2 separate regions of the Triticum aestivum genome follow, and region 2 is linked to region 1. Evidence: chromatin contacts called from public Hi-C data. All regions are on one chromosome and are shown on one strand. Each heading gives the region's core, a stretch centred on a gene start, on an enhancer-like site or on the middle of the called end of the contact. The rest is flanking DNA. Distances are from core to core; before and after follow the strand shown. Region 1 has its middle 44 kb from the start of LOC123062600. Region 2 holds the start of LOC123062600.

Region 1 (3,442 bases), core at 292-2,791:
GTTTTGTTTTTATTTGTTCAAAATACAACGAAGTCATTTTGCGGCGAAACTTTACATGTGAGTAATACACTAAACAATGCTTTCTCCAAAAACGATTCACTTTTTAACCATTTTTTGTTCGGGTTCTTCTAGACCCAGGTACCATTATATATTTTCCATAAACATTTCTTAAAAATGTGTTGGACTATTTGAAATTAAATGGGCATTTTAAGAAAATCGAATAATAGTTAAACACTTTCAAATTTACATGAGACACTTTTATGAAACTTTGTGAATTCTTTAATGAAACTGTATTGTTTTTTAAAGAAATAATAGATAGATTTCTAAACAAATACCTGATTTATCAATGAGTTAATATCATATTGAAAAAATTGTTCACTCTGTATTTTTAAAAAATGTTCATTGTTTATTTGGTGGCGGAGGATGTGTGGGTGGGGATTGCATGCACTCAAGAAAATACAGTTGCACTAAAATATAAAATAAAAAGCAAAAAATAGAATACAAAAAGGAAAGAAAATTCCGTGCAAAAAGAAGAAAGAACCAAACAGATACCTTAATAATCTCATCTAATCCGTGAAAACTAAAAAAGAAATAAAAATTATATAAACTATCAAAAAGGACGTAGCTAAAGGCCCGCAAACGCACCTAGCCCGGGAGATGGATTTTCTGAGCACAAACACTTGAGTGCGCTCACGAGCAGCATAAAGTTGGTAAGTTTTCTTCGGCTCACGGAAGCTCAAGGTGAATCATGTTATTGGTTTATTTTTTTTATTTTTTTTGCGAGAGTGATTATCAGTTCCATTTTGACTGAAATGGAATTGAGAGCTAATACTACAAAAATCGTTACATTTGTCGCCCGTACCCTTTCGTCTTACACGAGGCACACAAGAGGCAACTAGGGTTTCCTGCCTCCCGTCGGCGCCGCCGGTCTACTTCGTCTTCGTTGACCTTAGGGTTACAGAGACGCAATGGACCTCATCCCTTGCTAGCAGGAAGGCTCCTGCTTCATTTTTCAAGTAATGTTTTAGTTTGGTTAGGGTTTATGTTTTATTTAGGAAGACGAGATGGCGATGAGGGTTCACTAAAGATGGAATAAGATTTTATCTGGTCATCGGAGGACGTGTGAAGAAGTGTCTTCCACAGACCATGCACAAACCTTCTACTTGTGGTTGTAGTGATAGTTGGAGATAAGACGCTAAATCTGCGTACAAGAAAAGCGTCGTGTGGTAGGCGAGACGGACGAGCCGCGAGCCGTCGCATCATGCGTCTCCGTCTCCGTCGAGGTACGACGGTCGCTCACCGGTTCAACTTGGCCATCATCGTGCGTGTGGGCTTCAACGGCCGTCATCCTCACTCAGGTCAACGTCGCGGCATTTGGATCCGGCGAGCTGCTCCGGCTGAAGATAGTTAATGCTTGACGCGCACCGCCGGTCTCCGGCGTCGCTGTCGGCGGAAAACCGGTGGCCAATCATCCGAGCTCGTGCTCGCCGGCTAGTCACCGGTGAGTTAGGTTGCCGGATGGGTAAGCTCGCACCCACCGCGGTTAAGCTTGCTGGGTCGCCCACGCAACGGGCCGTGGCCGTGCCTTCTCGAAACGCGTGACGTGATGTATGCCTACGGATGGTCATGAAATTTGAACGACCGAATGCGACCAATGATTTGTTGTACGACGAGCCATCTTGGATCGGTTATCACGTCGTGATCTCTCCCCTGCTGATTGTTGGTGAGTTGCGTGGCTGATCGTGGGACGGGTCGGTGTTGGTGGCGTCCGTATGGTGCTGGACAGGACAGGATAACGTGTTTTCGTAACCAAATTGTGGAGCGTGATGCGCACGACGGGCGTGCGGTCTCTGCGGGTGCAACAGCTCTGAGGGTGCTGGTCTCCCCACCTTCCGGTGTTTCTGTCGTATTAGTGCGGCTTAACTTATTGTCATTGCACGAGTGGTGGTTTAGAGTAATGTAAGACTTGAGTCGCACTTCAGCTTGACGTTTGTTGACGAGGAATTCGTTTCTTTCTCAACTGCTGTGTTCAGCATACGTGCGGAGAACCTGGGAGCCATTGGGTGCTTTTTTTTGTGGGGGGGGGGGGGGGGGGGGGGGGGGATTAAAACACTTGTATTACTCAGACATCAAGTACTTACAAGGGTCTGTTTAGGACACATCTAAATATGACCTGATGTTCACTTTATTTGTGATCTATTTTTTTATTTTATTTTATTTTTTGTTTTCTTGTTGATGCATTATATATTTGTGGGAGTTTAGATGTGACATCCTTAAAAAAACATTTAAATATGAATTAGACAAACTGTTCTTACAATCCTCCGACACCAAATCAAGGACCCTCGAAGGGCCCGAGCCAATCCAAGTAACTGTTCTACCTTCTACTCTTGCGAAATTTGCTAAACAATCACTAGCCTTGTTTTGACTATGAAAAACATGGGTAATGCTAGTTTCCCTGAGACTCCTCAGGTGCTTTATTTCCATCACAATAGCTGCATAGACAGTTCGGTCTATTCCAGGATCTTTTACTAGCGCAATCGCCTCAAGGGAATCCATCTCAATGACAATCAGGGACTCGCACCATTGTAGAGCAAAAGACAGCCCTTCCATACACGCACTTAGCTCCGTCTCCGGTGCATCGCGGCACACATGTAAGTGTCTACAAGCAGAAAAAATGATTTTGCCCGAACCATCACGTACTATCATACCAGCGCCCGCTCTCCCATTAGTACCAAAAGATCCATCCGAATTTAACTTCACCCAATCTGGCTGGGGTGGAGACCAGGGCAACTGTATATTCCCCAAGGGAGCATGAGATATAGGAGGCGCATAAGATATGCTTTGCTTCCCTTTTGCCGGGTCAAAATTAGAGTTCAGCGAGTCAAGGAAACTCTGGAGAAACCTACAGGATACCCCCACCAGCGGCACTGGCTTATTATGTACCATTCCATTGCGTATGAACCAGCATCTCCATAAGGTCAAGATGAACATACATCGGGCTGTATCATCCATGGGGGCAATGACCTGGAACAGCCACTCTTTTCCAGTATTCAAAATCGTCTTGATATCAGGGAGGAACCACACTTCTACCATTGCCATGGGTGCATATTTCGTGCAAGTAAGCCGAGGTTCTTTCCTCGAGAAAATCAACTGCAATTCTGCTAACAAAATCCACTGTGATTGAATTCTGCCGGCAGATAATTTTACCAAATGACAAAGCAAATGCCTGACGAGCCTACAACGGGGGCTACTCCATATAATTTGTCGTCTCATTTTCATCGTCACTAGATCGTTGATGACACGTGTTGCCGCGACCGTCTATAATAACTATTCCCTCCATTCCAAATTAATTGAGATGGTACAAACATGAGAAAACAAATGAATTACACTCCTTTAGTATAGACCTGGCATATTTGATGAAAAAATAGCTTCGTCAAAACTT
Region 2 (3,442 bases), core at 430-2,929, 44 kb after region 1:
CACGGGCCGACGTGCCGCGATCGAGGCGTGCCGGACCGGCGACAGTGTCCGTCCGTCCAAAGGACGTGCCTCCCTCGCATACCAGAACGGAACGCAACGGCCAATGCGCACGGATCTTTCACCCGACGGAAGATAATGATTCATACGTGCTAATTAACCTGGTTCTGTTGGAAGTCTGAATATTTGGCCTGGAAACAATGCTGTTAAAACAAAACTAAGAACCTGCGACAAACCTGGGCTGGGCGCCTGAAGTTTGGCACGCACGTCCGCACGTTTGCTTCGCCGCGCCCCCGTCCCGCCAAACCGGAGCACGATCCCTCGAAAGCCATGGCATGGGGCGCCCCGCGGCCGCTCGCTTCCACGTTTCTTTCTCCCGGTCCCGGGAACGACGGCGCCTCACCTCACCTCATCCCACGCCATTTCCGTCGCCCCGCCCAAAACGCGACCGCTGCCGCCAAAAGAAGCGCGCGGCCGTGAAAACAATTTGCCAAACAGAACGTGGTAAATTAAGATCGTGGCGCCCGTGAGCCCGAGGCGCTGGCTGGTTTCGCGGGGCTACGTACGTAGTACTCCTACGTGCCTACGAGGGCGCCGTCGGCCGAACCGGCGCGACAAGCGCGCCGCCATTGGCGACGGGCGTGGCCGGCCTGTTCTTTGCGCGGTCGTTGCGGAATCTATCGACCCATGCAGCGGCGGTCCGCAAGAATCCGAGGAGAAAAGGTTCCCATCCCTCGTACGCCAGCGCATCTGGGCGACCGGACGAATTGTTGCATCTGTATCTGCATGCCACTCTCGGGCTCACTCACTCTCGTCGGCGCACGGCACGCACGTACATTCACGTCTGGACTGGCATGGCATGGCACGGCACGAACGCGACGCACGAACGGGCACTCCGTTACCGGTTTACCACACGCAGTACACCTGGCCGCGGCCCGAGAGGCGAGCCGGACACGAATTCAATGTGGCCGCTGGACAGCGCGGTGACATGAGACGAGTACAAACTCCTGGGGCCCGACGCGGGTCTCGTGACGCACAAGCTTCTTCGTCGCGCACGCCAACGCGGCAGTAATTTAATCACCACCACAAATAAGTATCACCCGAATGGTGGCATTTCGGTGGGGGCACGCTGGTTTCCGCGTGAAACCACTTCCGTGAATGGTCCTCTTAATAACGCGCTGATCTGCCTATAGATCGCACGTTCGATTCGGTCCGGTGCCTTGGTGTGAACCCCATGCAACTTTCCGCTGTTCATACGATGTTGTTTCGTCGCACACCCAACACTGCAACCAAAATCACGACATTGCGAACGCGACGCCAGACAATTATTGGTGCCATTTCCAGAGGCAAAAGTCACATGAGTTGAGCTGAGGCTCAGCCAGAAGGGGTGACAGACACGACGCGGCGAGGTGAGGTGAAACTGAAACCTCTCCGCCAGACGTTGCGCATGAGGGGGGAGCCGTAAAGCGCAGCGCGAAAAGAGCTGGTTATTTTGGCCAGGTTACCATACTTAACCCGGCCGGTTAGAAACGCGGCCCCGAGGAGGCGCACAACAAACACGCCGGCGCCACCACCACCGCAAACGCAATGGTAACCTTTTACACTTTTGAACAAATCGCCCGGTAAATTTTGCCCCCCCCCCTACCCTCTCTTTATAAACCACCCGCACATCCGCCCCTTTGACCTCCACATCGGCTCGCCGTCCGTCCTTGACATTCCCCCTCCCCCACCCCGCCGCTTTTCTCCGCCGTCCGTCCGTCCGTCCGGTGAGATAAATACGCTTTGTGAGGAGTGAGAAGCATTAGCGGCAGGAGAGGCAGAGGGAGCCATCACCCGGTACGTGTTGGGCGTAATTATCTCTTCCCCGAGCGGCGATTTCTGGCCTCCGTCCCCCGCCTTCGCGCGCGCCTATAATATTCGGGTAGGGGGTCGTTCCGTCCACGCTTCACGCAGAGGAGTTGGTTCCTTCTTCCTTGGGCGGAAATGGCGGAGGAGCACCACGGCGCCGGCGCCGGCTTCTGGCTGCCGGACGAGTTCCTCGACGACGACTTCTTCTCCGACGAGAAGGCGGCGGCCGCCGCGGCGGCGGCGGCGGCCAGGAGCGACAGCGACGACGAGGACGGGCTCGAAGGGCTCTCGCGCCGCGTGGCCGCCCTCGACTGCGACGCCGGCGACCGCGCCATTCCCAAGGTTGGTTTTCGGTTGCCGGACTCTCGTCTCCTCGTCTCGTCGCTTCTTGGCCTGGTTTGGGTTGGCATCCCTGTTTGTTGTCTTTGGAAGCATCTGATTGGTTGTTGTTTCTCTCTGTCTCTGCGTGTCTCGCGCTCCAGGCGGAGGTGATGTCTGGGTCTCCGCAGTCCACGCTCTGCGTGCTGCAGGCCTCCGGGGAGGACAGCCCCACCGGCGGCGGCTCGCAGGTCAGCTCGCCGCCGTCCTCGCCGCTGGAGCAGCGGCCGGCCGACCCATGGGACCTCCTGCACGAGGCCGCCGGGCAGGTGGCCCGCCTCGGCGTGGACAGCATCCCCGTGCCTGTTGTTAACCCTCCTCCCATCCACGGCGCCGGCGTCGCGCCGCCGGCGAGGAAGCCCTCTCCGCCGCTGCTTCCCTCCCCAAAGCCCGTCGGCCCTTACCAGTACCCGCCGAACAACTCGCTCGCACAGCGCCAGGCCCAAGTCGCTCGTGTGAGTTCCTCTGTCTTCTCATGCACCGTGCCGGCCAACTCTTGCGCTTCGTTTCTCGCCGGAGTGATTATTCTCTGACGTTTTGTATGGTTTCGGGTTTCAGTTCCATCTCCTGAAGCAGCAGCAGCTGATGAAGCACCAGCGGGAGCAGCAGCTGGCGATGGCGGCGGCCATGGCGTGGGGTTCCGCCGACGTCGGGCCGCTCGGGCTGAGCCCCTCGGCCTGGCCGCCGCTGCAGAAGTCCCCGCACCACGCCCCACCGTCCGCGGCCGGCATGCGCGCCGTGTTCCTCACCCCTCCGGGGGCCAAGCGCGAGTGCACCGGCACCGGCGTGTTCATCCCCCGGCAGGCCGGCGCGCCCGCCGAGCCCAAGAAGAAACCAAGTGCGCCCCCTTTCTCGCCCCCACTTCCTTTGCCTGCCCCTGTCATGTCCCCCAAAAGTATTCTTAGCTAAAAATCCTGTGGCTCTGCTCGGCCTCAGGCTGCTCCACGGTCCTCCTCCCGGCGCGCGTCGTGCAGGCGCTCAACCTCAACGTCGAAGACCTCGGCGCCCGCCCGTGCTACCCCGGAGCCTTCGTTCTTGATCACGGTGAGCAATCAATCCCTTCTGATTACGCACGCACTAGCAACGCCAATGATAATCGCATCTTTATTTTGGGTTATGAAGATCCGTCAATGACTGACATTTCGAACTCGTTTCTTTGTGTCCTCACAGACGCGCTGGTGAGCCGGAGCAACGCGGTGCAGGCGAGCCAGAAGCGCGA

The links. A called contact is a pair of places that touch in the nucleus more often than the background predicts.
Region 2: a Hi-C map of leaf shows a contact between it and region 1, with 2.5 times the contacts expected there. The contact joins the promoter of LOC123062600 here to the enhancer-like site in region 1. A contact is called at or near these places in 2 of 5 Hi-C or Micro-C datasets (both in leaf).

What each region holds. Positions count from the first base shown.
Region 1 is chr3A:613,684,685-613,688,126 of IWGSC CS RefSeq v2.1, forward strand. No RefSeq gene overlaps it. Among protein-coding and RNA genes, the nearest start is that of LOC123062600, 44 kb to the right of the region's middle. Within about 2 kb of position 1,542, at least 2 of the 8 cell types and tissues checked have an H3K27ac peak or open chromatin away from gene starts, as enhancers often do. A contact at or near this core is called in leaf, where this site is marked.
Region 2 is chr3A:613,728,440-613,731,881 of IWGSC CS RefSeq v2.1, forward strand. It overlaps LOC123062600, which reads left to right and starts at 1,680. Exons shown (of 5, transcript XM_044486178.1): 1 at 1,680-2,187; 2 at 2,328-2,678; 3 at 2,782-3,061; 4 at 3,160-3,267; 5 at 3,394-3,442. The coding sequence starts at 1,981.